Linked DNA regions of Mus musculus: region 1 is linked to region 2. Evidence: chromatin contacts called from public Hi-C data. All regions are on one chromosome and are shown on one strand. The core of a region is the stretch at or near the end of the contact, and the rest is flanking DNA. Distances in the headings are between cores, read along the strand shown.

What was found. Hi-C and Micro-C count contacts between places; a contact is called where the count stands out from the background.
Region 1: a contact with region 2 is called in a Hi-C map of muscle stem cells, with 2.4 times the contacts expected there. The contact joins two enhancer-like sites. A contact is called at or near these places in 2 of 484 Hi-C or Micro-C datasets (lens fibers and muscle stem cells) and 1 of 115 datasets of contacts at active chromatin or transcription factors (stem cell-derived neural progenitor cells).

What each region holds. Positions count from the first base shown.
Region 1 is chr7:65,278,108-65,285,094 of GRCm38.p6, reverse strand. No RefSeq gene overlaps it. Among named protein-coding and RNA genes, the nearest start is that of 1810049I09Rik, 68 kb to the right of the region's middle. Within about 2 kb of position 3,419, at least 12 of the 459 cell types and tissues checked have an H3K27ac peak or open chromatin away from gene starts, as enhancers often do. A contact at or near this core is called in muscle stem cells, where this site is marked.
Region 2 is chr7:64,851,572-64,857,988 of GRCm38.p6, reverse strand. Fam189a1 (family with sequence similarity 189, member A1) reads left to right here. Exons shown (of 10, transcript NM_183087.4): 3 at 1,770-1,880. Among named protein-coding and RNA genes, the nearest start is that of Nsmce3, 18 kb to the left of the region's middle. Within about 2 kb of position 1,793, at least 34 of the 459 cell types and tissues checked have an H3K27ac peak or open chromatin away from gene starts, as enhancers often do. A contact at or near this core is called in muscle stem cells, where this site is marked.

The DNA of each region.
Region 1 (6,987 bases), core at 2,170-4,669, 430 kb before region 2:
AGAAGGGGGAAGGGGGAAGGAAGGGGGAAAAGGGAAAGGGGGAAAAAGAGGGAAAGAGGGAAAGAGGGAAAAAGAGAAAAAGCAAAAAAGGGAAAAAGGGGTAAAGGGAGAGGGGAAAGGGGGAAAAGAGGGAAAGAGGGAAAACAAGGGAAAAGGGAGAAAAGGGAAAAAGGGAAAGGGGAAAAGGGAAAAGGGAAAAGGGGAAAGAGAGAAAGGGGAAGGGAAGGGAAGGGAAGGGAAGGGAGGGGAGGGGAGGGGAGGGGAGGGGAGGGGAGGGAAGGGGAGGGGAGGGGAGGGAAAAAGGGGAAGGGAAGGGGAGGGGAGGGAATTGGAGAAATGGCTCAGCAGTTAAGAGCACTGGCTGCTCTTCCAGAGGACCTGGGTTCAATTTCCAGCACCCACATGGCAGCTCACAACTGTCTATAACTCCACCTCCAGGGGATCCAACACCTTCACACATATGTACATGCTGACAAAATATCAATGCACATGAAATAAGTCCCCCCTCAAAAGAAACCTCTGGTACCCTAGAGGAGAATGGATCTGTGTGGGGAGAGTTGTATAGATGTGGAGGAGTCGGGTTGTTGGCAAGCCACGTGGGCCCAGGTCTTCTGTTCCCTTATTTTGTCTAGTTCTTCTCAGCCATAGGTGGAGCATGACCGTTTCTGAGCGCTGTTGTTCTCATGCCTGTTTCTTCCTCCCATGGTCAGTATTTGCTTTGTGTATTCAGGGGTCCAGTGTTGGGAACACAAACACTGCTGTGTTTGCCTTATGGCCATTATGGTATTAACATGTCCTGCTCATGGTCTATGTGGACTATGAGGGCGGTGCGGTTCTTCCATCTTTGTTAAGGTCAGTTTATAGGGTGCATTTTCCTGTTCTTTGCTTTCAGTCTGCTGTTGGCTCTAAACTATGGCTCTCTACCAAGTACACAGTTTAATCTTGCCTTATGAGTTAGTCTACTTTGAGTGGAATTAGTTTAGCCATTCTAGCTTTCTTATGGCCCCTGTTCGCAGAGTAGACCTTCTGCAGTCCTGGTTTTCTATCTGTGTCTTTGAATCTCAAGTGCATGGAGTCCCTTGCAAATCATTTAGTTTGGTCTTTTGTGACTTAGTCTGTGTGGCAGTTAATCTCAATTGTCAACACGAAGGAGTTGGAATCACCTTGGAAGCAAATCTCTGGGCATGTTGTGAGGGGTTTTCTGAATTGGGTTAATTGAGGTGGAAACCCCTAGTGTAAATGTGGGTGGCACTTTGCATGGGCTGGGGTCCTGCACTGAATACAAAAAGAAGAAAGGGAAATGCATGTGAGCCCCGCGTCTGCTGCCTGACGGAGCACTGAGTCCCTCACACCCAGACAGGCCAACAATGTGGTCTGACTTCTGTCAACTATCTCTCCATTTATTAGTTTTAGGTCTTTTGCTGCTGTTCCTAATCTGTCATTTATCCTTTTTTATGTAAAATAAATATTTCCTAGTGTAATTTTTTTAATCCCCTCATTTTGCCAGGCATGATGGCACATGACTGTAAACCAAGCACTCAGGAGGCTGAGGAGTAGTTGTTAGAGCAGGTTGGGCTAGAGAGCAAAACCCTACCTCAAATACATAAATAAACTTGTTTACTTTTAACATTTTTTTAATACACACACACAAACACATGTATATACATATGTGTGTGTGTGTGTGTGTGTGTGTGTGTGTATTAATCAGTATGAATGCTCACTCCAGTCAACCTTGGATTCTCACTAAATGCATGAGATAGAGAAGCTGTACTCTGTGTGTGTATTTGCGTGCACGTGTGTGTACATAGGTATGATATTTCTGTGTGTTCATTACCGAGCTCATGTGAGGAGGTCAGCTGTCAGTTTTCGGTGCTAGTCCTGGGAGACCAGTGGGTCTTCGAGCTTTTGGAGATCTCCCTGTCTCTGCCTTTCATCGCCCATGGGTGAGCTGCGGCCACAGACGCTTGTACCGCTCTGTCCAGTTTTCGCTTGAGTTCTGAGGAGCCAAACTCTGGTTGTCAGCATGTGGCAGCATCGCCTGTGGAGGCACCTCCCCCGCCCCTCACGTGGATTTCAGTCACCTCTCGTGTCGCTTGGTGTTGGCCAAAGGACTCCCTTTAGGGTAGTTTGGAAGGATTTACTTGAGGTGAACCTTCTTCCGCTTTGCTCCCGAATGTTTCTCTGCTTCGCCTCCACAGAGAAGGCTCCACTAGGCTTTCCTTCAGCACCTCTCATCTCTCAGCTTCCGGGCCCCTCCTCCGCTGCTGCTGCAGCAGCAAAGCCAATGGTTCTTTGCTTGCTTTTGCCGAGGTTTGCTGCTGTATAGAGATTTGTCTTGGTCTCGCAGATGTTTGACTATGCTTGCGTCTAGGTATGGATCTCATGTTTATTCTACTTAGAGTTCGTTGTGCTTCGCTGATGTGTAAATTAGTGCCTCTCTCTCTCTCTCTCTCTCTCTCTCTCTCTCTCTCTCTCTCTCTCAGTGTGTGTGTGGGGGTTCTCTCTTTCTTGATTCTATTTTTATTCAGTTTCATCTCTTTCCTCCTTTCTTCTCTCACCTGAATCTGCCATAATACAATCTTTCTTCCTTTTATTTTTAGACAGATATCCTGCTGTGCAGACTAGGCTAGAGTTGAACCCATGGTCCTAGATCCTCCCTCTTTAGTCTCCTGAGTACCAGTAGTGCATGTGGCTTGGACTGGATGGTTTTTATTCATCTATTTTTTAGTTTTTATGCCAAGTCCGTGCTGTTGAACCTTCTAGTAAACACACACACACACACACACACACACACACACACACACCATTTCTATTTGTTGCTAGGCTGGATTCTGTGCTATTGTTGTTATAACCTTTCTTTAGCTCCCTAGCCATGATTTCCCTTAGGTCTTTGAACATACTTACAATGGCTGCTTTGAAGTCTTTGTCTAAAAGGCAGCATCAGAGCCCACCATCTGCTGGCTGCTACCCCAGCCTGCAAAGTGGGGGTCCCATTTTACTTGTATATCTCCAATTTTTGAAAACGGAACACTTAAGATATAATATTGTAGCAACTCCGAATTCTCTCCTCCACCCCCTCTTTCTCTTACATACACAGTATGTGGGGATTGTTGCTAAATTTATTCACTTGATGCTACCGAACAAACCCTACAGTCTCTGAATCTTGGTGCTTGCCACGGAGGTCTGGCCTTGTCTGTTTTGTCCATTGGGTGCCTCAGGATCAGCGATATGCTCAGCCAACGATGGAGCCATACACTAAAAAGGTCTTACAGCCCCCTGGGCTCCCACTGCTCTGCCTGGACTTGTGTGTGGTCTAGAGGACACGCCCCCCACCCCCCACCCCAGTGCAGGCACAACTCCTCACACTCAACCAGAGAAGCAGCCTGCCTTCCTGAGTGCGCTGCCTTACCCTGGCCATCTGTGTTTCTAGACAAAGGGGATGTAGGGAACGTCCTAAGTGTACCAAGGCCTAGGGCTCCCATTCCCTATCCCTCTGGTTGAGTTTCTGGCTAGTCTGTAGCGCTGATGTTTGTATAGCCAAATCATAATCTCAGGCTTGCCACAGTTTTGCTCAAGCTGTGGGTGATTGTGTCAGGTGGTTGTGGGGATTGCCTGCTCTTGGTTTGTTTATGATATTCTGTCAACTACCCAGCAGCCAATGCTGTGTTGATGAGCATGCCTCTGACAGGGCCCAGGCCTCCCACAGGCCCCTGATGCTCCCTCCTCAGCAACCCCCACCCCTCTCCCCACCCATACCTGGGAGGGAGACGGCAATGAGCAAGAAGCACATTAGTCTGATACGTTTACACCATGTCATCCCATCCAGTAGTGGCTGGGGCAGAGAGTTGCAGAAGAAGCAATCAGTGTGGCTGCCCCGAGCCCTGGTAACCCTTGGCTAACTGGGGAAACTGGCAAGGATGTGCCAATGAAGGTTCAGCCTACTGTGAGTCACACCCACCAGCCTGCCTGGACAGACTGCCAGCTAGTACAGATGCCTGCAGCTGTTGCCCCTCTAGGAAGCTCAAAGCCCTGTGCTATGGGTGCCAGAGAATCTGAATGGCCAAGAGTGCGAGCCATGTTCCAAGTCTGTCACAGTCACCATGAAAGTGACTAACAACCCCAGAGGGAAGCCAGGCCCTGTGTCCATGAGCACAGAGGCTCCAAGACATGACTCCCTAATTTGCTACACTTTGATTAAGCCCCACCTCCCCCCGAGACCACAGGCATCCTACCGTTTTCCAGCCTCTGAATTAAAAAAAAAAATTGAAACCTATTTAAAAAAAATTAAAACCTGTTTTTGACTTTTGTGTGCAAACAATGATATGTAGGTTCTTAGAGTCAAAACTCTGGATTTCGGGCCATTGTCTAATGGTCACTCGGTAGCGGCATCTCCTGTGTGCCTTTGTTAGGGAGGCTCCAAGGTTCTTTCCCTCCTCATTATGAACCTGAGATTAAATACCGGGCTTCAGGCCCAAGTGGGCCAATTTTGGAATGACCCAGAGTGTGATTGGCAGCCTTTAAAAAAATTAATTAACTGAGCTGTCCCCAATAGAGGAGCTAGAGAAAGGACCCAAGGAGCTGAAAGGGTTTTCAGCCCCATAGGAGGAACAACAATATGAACCAACCAGTACCCCCAGAGCTCCCAGGGACTAAACCACCAACCAAAGAGTTGCAGCCATGGCTACAGCTGCATATGTGGCAGAGGATGGCCTTGTCGGACATCAATGGGAGGAGAGGCCCTTGGTCCTGTGAAGGCTTGATGCCCCAGTATAAGGGAATGCTAGGACCAGGAAGCAGGAGTGGGTGGGTTGTTGAGCAAGGTAAGGGGGGATGGGATAGGGGGTTTTCAGAGGGGAAACCAGGAAAGGGGATAAATTTGAAATGTAAATAAAGAAAATGTCTAATAAAAAAGTCAATAAAAATTTAAAAAAAGAAAAAATTAATATTTTATCTATTCATTTTACATCCTAATATCAGCTCCCTGTCTCCTCCCAGTACCCCCTCATGCAGAACCTCTCCCTATTCCTCTCTTTCCTTTTCCTTTGAGAAGGGGAGCCTCCTTCTAGTATCACCCCCTGCCCCAGCCCCCATCCTCAGAACATCAGGTCTACTGCAAGACTAGGCACTGAGGCTAGACCATTTAGGGCAATGGGATCCACAGGCAGGCAGGCAATAGGTTCAGGGAGAGCCCCCTTTCCTGTTGTTGGGGACCAAGTTGCTCATGTGCTACATATGTACATATGGGCCTAGGTCCAGCCCATGCTTGCTCTTTGGTTGGCAGCCCTTTTAAGACAAGCGATTTTGAGAAGACATGAAGGGCCTGAGGAGAGCTGAGAATTCTGTCCACGTGGCTCATTCTCCAAGGGTGGCTTACTTGCCGGGAGATTCTCTTTCTGCTCACATCACTCAGTCTATTTTTTAAAAGGCAGCCTCAGAGCAAGCTACCCAAGTCAGGTATCCGGGAGGGGAGAGCGGGCCCGGGCAGACCTTGCCACTGTAAAACTGCAGCATCATCTCTGGGGGTGAGGCTTCAGCACCACGCCATCTCATCAGTTTCCTAGATGAGCCTTTCAACGACATCATCATTCTTGTCACCTTCCTGCAGTTTGAATCGCACCGCTGCGCTACATCCTACGCTAAAATCCTCCATCTTCCCCAGGGCGGCAGGATGATGGATTCTGTACAGATGGCAGCTGCTCCCCGTCTGCAAGCGGCCACTAGCAGGAAGAGGAGAAAAGCCAAACCCTGCTTCCCTGCTTGACAGCTCTGGCGCCTTCTTCCAGAAGCCTGGTATTACTGGGGCTAGGAAGATGGTGTCTCCAAATGAAGACTTCAAAGGCTCACGTTCTGTCTCCTGATGGGCATTGTCTTTTGAGATGAGCTAGAAACTAGAATGTCTCTTTCCTGAGGCAACCCCTTTCCAAGGAGCCAACTACAAAGCCCGAGCATGGCCCCCTGGAGCTGGGAGGGTAGCTCATGCCGAAGCCAAGAGCATGCTAGTTCCTGAGTTCAAGCCCATACCTCAAGGCAAACTCCTGCTGTTATCACACCTTTCTTTGTGAGAATTGTCAGAAAGCAATCCCCCTGGGTTATGCTATTTGATTGATGGTCATAAGACCCGCCTCTAGCCCCATTCCAGAAGGATCCTGCCCATTCTTAGAGAGGAATGACCCTGAGAGAGGTCACTATTACAGACTATGTGAAATCCCCTCATGTGTTGACCATTTGAGCCTCAGATGGTAGTACTATTTTAAGATGGCTGGAAACATTAAAAGTTTGAGGTAGGTGATTCCTGGGTATCTACTCTCCCCTTCTCTCCCTTTCCTTTATGCTCACCATGAGGGAAACAGTGCCCTCCACTTGTGCCCCATGAGCTCCACCCAGGCACATGGGGCCAAGCAGCCACCGACAGAACTCTTAACACTGTGAGTGAAGTAAACCGCTTTCCTTCAGGCTGTTCCTGTCAAGTAACATGGCCGCCGTGATTTGTAAAAACGCAACTCAGAAGAGTCAAGACATGCTGTGCTGGTTTGGATGAGGAATGCCCTGTATAGCCTTAAGCCTTTGAACACTTGGTTGCTGGGGTTAGGAGGCACAGCCTTGATGGAGGAAGTCTGTCACTGGGGACTGGCTTTGAAAACTTAAGGTATCTCCCTACTTCCAGTTTGCTTGCTCTGCCTTCAAGATGGGAACTGAGAGCTCCTGTCCCTGCTTCTGCCTCCTGCTGTGCCTCCCAGCCATGATGGTGATGGACTCTTACCCACTGGGATGGTAAGCCTAAAGAAACTATTTCCTCTATAAATTGCATTGGATATAGCACTTTAGCACAGTGACAGTAAAGTAACTGCCACACAGGTCTTTCTGGGTCCCCCCTCTCTCTGTTATATTAGATCACAACCTGTAAGTGGCTTGTTTCCAACCTTGCATCTACATGGTCGCCCAGGCTGCCCCCAACCTTAGCATAAAAATGAGCAGTTAGTCCATCCT
Region 2 (6,417 bases), core at 544-3,043:
GAAATGTCAGTATAAACTCAAGGCATGCCTGGCAACTGAAAAGTTGGAAATAATGACCATCGAAAGAGCGAAGAGCAACTTGCACACAAGCATTGTGGCATCTAAATCTTGTTCTCATTGAAAGGTGCCTACACTATTCCAGGTCTGAGGCAGGAAGTGTGTAAGGTGAGCCCTGGTGGCCCCGAAGAACCGTGGAGCAAGCAAGAAGTTGAAGCCCATAAACCCTAAGAGCCCAGGGGTCAACTTGAGTGTGTAGTGAGTCACGTGATTGAAACATGTTCACTGAACTGAAGTCCATGGATCCTAATGACGCAGTACACGTGCACATACACACACACACACACACACACACACGCACAAACACACAGTGAAGTTACTAGTTACTAGTTATTGCTCAGGAAGCAGCTTTAAACATCATGCTAAACATAGGTTAAAGATGATAAAACTTACGATCTCAAGAAGGAACCAATACATTTTCTAGGCATTTGTATTAGAAATTCAAACACTGTCTGCAAGGGCTGTCCTGAATCCTGTGACCCTAAAATACACTTAGAAGTAGATGTAAAAGTTGCTGGTAGCCATGGGTGACAATTAGTTCCATTCCACCAGACAAAATGTCTTTACATTTGCATTTTTCCAGGAGTCATTCCAACTGATGTCCATTTTCTGTAGCTCAGAATGGTTTGAAATGGCATAATGACTATGAAGGGCAAAGGAGCCCAGAAGGGTGTACTAGGAACCATTGGCAGTCAGTATTTTTCACCTCTTTCAAAGTCTTTATCAAGTTTTCCTGACATGCTGCCTGCTTTTGATCATATTAGCCTTAGATCACTCTTGATTGCAAAAAGGGTATATTATGACTCAGCCTGGTTATCCACTCTATGGGGCTGATGAATTGGCTTCTTCAGTAAATTTTAAGGAAAAAAAACAGGAAGGTGAAAACCCATAGATATAAGATTTAGGAGGCAGGTGGTAGAGAATTGTGAGTTCGAGGCTGGACTGGGGTAAGTAGTGAAACCCTGTGTGGAGAGAAGAGAGGAGGGAGGAGCAAGGGAGGGAGGAGGAGGGAAGAGTCCTAACGGTTACACTGTATCCTGTGTGAGCTGACTCAGAGCAGGATAAGCAGTTCTAGAACTGGATACTAACAAGTGGTTACTTTTAACATCCGTGACAACAGTAACGCAGTAATATTTTCAGGAATGGCTCACAATTCTCTAGAAATACACACTGAATCATTTAGGGATGCGATTATACGGATTCCATTTATGGCGGAATATTCCCCATGGGCGAGGCACTGAGGGACAGCTGGCGCAGAGTTGGCTGATTCCTGAGGCTAGCTGACGAGTGCCCAGGGCCTCTTTGCATTTTCTCTTCTGCACATGTGCAAAATTTTCCACACTAAAAACGAAACAAAATCAATTTAACATCCTTCTAATCAATACAGCCCTCTCCCTCGGTTTTGTTTAATAAGTTCTGGCGTGTTCCCACTGAGTGCCTGGAATGTATAGTATTTTCAGGTTTAGCTTCTAAAATTAAAATTGTAGGTTCCAAAGAAAGTCGTGGTAACTTGCCGTGGTTTCTCAGTGCTTTCACTTTTGCTATTCAGGGTAATAGGAAGGTGACATCTTGAGAAACAATCACATTTCCCTCTAAAACATAAATATTGTTGGTGTAATTACTTCATTAAGCTAAAACGTCTGTAAAGCCAAGCCGTTTTCTCTCCTCGGCTCGCCGAGTGGGTAATCAATTTGTGTTTGGTTGGCTTCCAGATTACCTTCTTCATGCTGCTCTCGGCAGTGTGCGTGATGCTCAACCTGGCCGGCTCCATCCTCTCCTGCCAGAACGCCCAGCTCGTCAGCTCCCTCGAAGGCTGCCAGTTGGTGAGTAGTGAAGGTTTTCTTCCTGTGAAAACCTTCTGGAAAGGTCAGAGGCTGGGATGGTGCGGGGAGACGTTTAAGGGCAAATTGTACCATGTTCTTCACGTCTCAGGGAAACTCCTATCCGTTCATTAGCTTTTAGTAGCTTAGGGAATTTCAGTCACACTGGTTCCTGTCTCATGTCTATAAATTCCCCTGATTAGAACTTACGCATGTAAATTATTCCTTTTGTTTCCCCCCCCCCGCCCCCCCCGCCCCCCCCCGCCCCCCCCGCCCCCCCCCCCCCCCCCCCGTTGAGGCATGATCTCACCTAAGTAACCATGGCTGGCCTGGAACTCATTATGTAGAGCTGGATAGTCTCAGACTTTTGACAGTGTTCCCACATCTGCCTCCCAAGTCCTGGGATTGCAGACAAGCACTGACTGCAATTAGTTTCAACTCCCCACCCCTGTCCGAGTGTGTGCATGTGCGTGTGTGTGCTCGTGCATGCGCATGTACCTATGTGTGTGTGAGCATGAATGTGTGTGCCTGTGTGTGTATGTGTGTGTGGTGAGTATGAGTATGTATGTGTGTGCCTATATGTGTGTGTGCATGCACCTGTGTGTGTATGAGTGTGTGTGTGTGTGTGTGTGAGAGAGAGAGAATGTATGCTTCACAATTAAGGTTAGTGTTGCTATGATGAAACATTGCCAAAGCAGCCTGGGGGGAAAAGACTATTTGGCTTACATATCCCGAATCTCAATGCACTGAAGGAAGCCAAATCAGGAATTCAAACCAGGCAGGAACCTGGAAGCAGGAACTCATGCAGAGGCTATGGAGGGTTTCTGCTTACTGGCTTGCTCCTCATAGCTTGCTTAGCCTGCTTTCTTATGACACCCAGGCCCATCAGCTCAGGAATGACCCCACCCACAATGGGCTGGGCACTCCCACATCAATCACTAATTAAGAAAGTGCCCTACAGGTTTGACTACATACAGCCCAATCTTATGGAAGCATTCTCTCTCTCTCTCTCTCTCTCTCTCTCTCTCTCTCTCTCTCTCTCTCTCTCTTATATTTTCTTTATATACATTTCAAATGCCATCCCGAAAGTTCCCTATACTCTCTCCCCACCCTGCTTCCCTACCCACCCACTCCCACTTCTTGGACCTGGCATTCCCCTGTACTGGGGCATATAAAGTTTGCACTACTAAGGGGCCTCTCTTCCCAGTGATGGCCAACTAGGCCATCTTCTGCTACATATGCAGCTAGAGACACGAGCTCTCGGGGTACTGGTTAGTTCATATTGTTGTTCCACCTATAGGGTTGCAGACCCCTTCAGCTCCTTGGGTACTTTCTCTAGCTTCTCCATTGGGGGCCCTGTGTTCCATCTTATAGATGACTGTGAGCATCCACTTCTGTATTTGCCAGACACTGGCATAGCCTCATATGAGACAGCTATACCAGGGTCCCTCCAGCAAAATCTTGCTGGCATATGCAATAGTGTCTGGGTTTGGTGGCTGACTATGGGATGGATCCCCAGGTGGGAAGCATTTTCTCAATTGAGGTTTCTTCCTCAGATGACTATAGCTATGTCACATTGACATAAAATGGCCAACACAGTGTGTGGGGAGGGGGGGAGGGGGGGTTGTGCACTCACACCTTTGTGCATGTACATGGGTATGCCTGTGCCTGTTTGTAGGCACTCAAAAGATGTATGCGCTAGGAAAATTGGATGCAGTGTGGTGCACCTTAAAGAGGATCAGTAAGTGATTTGCTGAACAGAATTATCACCTCAAGGTAAGTCAGCTCATAATTCTACAACATCTTCTCTAGAACAGCAATTAAAGTGTATCTAGGAGCATCATGTGTGGGTGGAGTTAGACTCCTAGAAGGGCCATGGCTCCCAGGGGTAGGAGCAGGGGCAGGGGCAATGGCATTGCTTCATCTTGAAGACAGTGCTGGGCTCCCCTTTGGAGACATGTTACTCCCCAGCTGCTGGGCTGTTTGCTGTGCCCATCAGGGATCACTCTGGGAGTCGGGAGGGAAGAATATATTTCTCAGACAGGGCTGTGCTGTCTTTCCTCTTGTCCATGTTGCTTAGGCTCAAGGCAGAAAACTGGCACAGTTTTCCTCAGCACTAAGGAAGCTTCTGAGTTACAAAACCTATCTGTTGGGTCTTAGTCTTAACTCTTCTAGAGATCACAGACTAGGCTTCTTTCACTGTGACGATCACAGCACCATCCTCCCAAGGTGCTGTGTCCTCACAGTTACTAAGAACCCATGTAACCTGGATGCCATCTTTATCAGCATTGGAGACTGGCCATCTTGTCTCCATAACTCGGCATTCTCTTTGATCCTAAGTACTTCATGCAGTGGACATAAGATAATCTAGCTGTCTACAGGGAAGGGGGCAGGAGATTTCATTTGGCATTCTTATTTTCCTATGCAAAGCACTATGGGAAACCTAGGTGAAGTGGTAGTGCCTGACAGCCAGATAGAAGAGAAAGCTCACACAGTGTCGGGTCCCTCCAAGCCACCTTGTCAATCTCAGACCCACCCTGTTTCTTTCTGAACATCCCGAGCTGTAAGAAAGAACAGGAAAGCCAGCTCCAGTTTCCTTGTGCCTTCTCCCTCTGATGAGTGAAGGAGAAGAGCAATCATATGCACACAGAGGGCTGCACTGGCGTCCTCTCCCTCAGGTCTCTGGCTAGCTGGTGCTGTGGATGCATCACCATCTATCTCACTTAGAGGGACACGGTGTCTCTCTGCTCAGGCACATATAAGCCAGTCCTCATAGGCTGAGGGGTCATGGATGTGACATGGAGAGCTCTGGTTTTGGAGCCAAGGCCTTCTGCTAATGGGATCTGACTTTACACAATGCTCTTCTCTCCCCAACTTTCCTTCCCTTTACTTTTTTTTAAATGGATATTCTCTTTATTTACATTTATCCCTTTTCCTGGTTTCCCCTACAGAACCCCCATACCATCCCTCCACCCCCTGCTTCTATGAGGGTGCTCCTCCCACCACCACCCACTCCCGCCTCACCACTCTGGCATTCCCATACACTGGTGCACTGAGCCTTCACAGGGCCAAGGGCCTCTCCTCCCATTGATGACTGACTAGGCCATCCTCTGCCACATATGCTGCTGGAGCCATGGATCCCTCCATGTGTACTCTTTGGTTGGTGATTTAGTCCCTGGGAGCTCTGGAATGGGGAGGGTCTGGTTGGTTGATATTGCTGTCCTTCCTTCTCTTTCATATTGTATGTGATGACTACCTGCCCCCTCTGTTCTTCATAGAGTATTAAATGAGATAGAATTCTACAAAAATATGAAAACAGAATCTTTTTTCTACTGTAAGATAGAAAGAACTAAGTCCATCCCCAATCAGTGTACAGTATCTTCCCAGCCTTCTCTGTGCATACCACGTATACATATGTACAGCCGAGTCTGTATACAATGTAGAGTCATGTGTGCTCTACATGCTCCTTTGTGATTTGCTTTGTAATTGTCATAAATATTATTTCTCATTTTTTTAGAGCTAACTGAATTCAGTAGCATTCAAGAGGTAACTCACCAACTCAAAATCAGAAGCTGTGGTGATCAATATTGTCACCTTTACAAGGTTTAGAATCTCCTTTGAGACAAATTTAGAACATAGCCATGAGTGGAGTTTCTGGTTGAGAAGAGAGAACCACTCCTTTAATGTGAGTGGAGCCATCCTATGGTCTGGGGATCCAGACTGCATTAAGAAGAGACTGAGCTGAGCATTAGAGTTCACCTGTCTCTGCTTTCTGGTTGCTAAGTTATCAGCAGTCTCTGGCTTCTGCCACCATGCTTCCCCCCCCCCCCCAAGGTATTGTAACCTCAAACTGTGGGCCAAACTAAGCCTTCCTCTTTTAAGTTGTTTCTTGTCATGTATTTTGTTACAACAATAAGGAAAAGTGGTGGAAACAAGAAGTGTATAATGGATGATCAACCAACATGCAGCTAGTGTCTACCCTCCCAGTGCCCTTGGATGCATGAACTCAGATACACATGGGCAGGGAGACCCATTTATCTACTTCTGGGCTTCTGATTCTGTCCCAATTTTGTTTCTGGCCATTCATTACTTTCTTTTTTATCTTCTTGTTTTTTGAGATAGGATGTCATTTTGTCGCCCTGACTTGACTGAAACTCATTAAGTAGTCCAGGCTTGCCTCAAAACCACAGAGACCCACCTGGTGCCACCCTACAAGAGCTGAGGTTAAAGGTACATCTCATGTCCAGCAAATTATCTTCTCAAGTTTTATAATTGGTTGGAAATCCCTGCCCTCATACCTGTCACAAGCATTTAGCCTACTTCTTAAAATCATTCTTGGCTGTTCTTAAATGTTTACTTTCCAAGATGACCTTTGACATTTTCAGGGAGCCAGGAATCAAAATAAATGATATGATATTTTAATTGGAATCATATAATGTTTATACATAGCTTCAAGAATTGATCTTAGACAGTTTTTTGCCTTCCCAACCAAGACACAGTGTATGTTTTGTTTTATCTAAATTTTCTCAACTAATAGTTA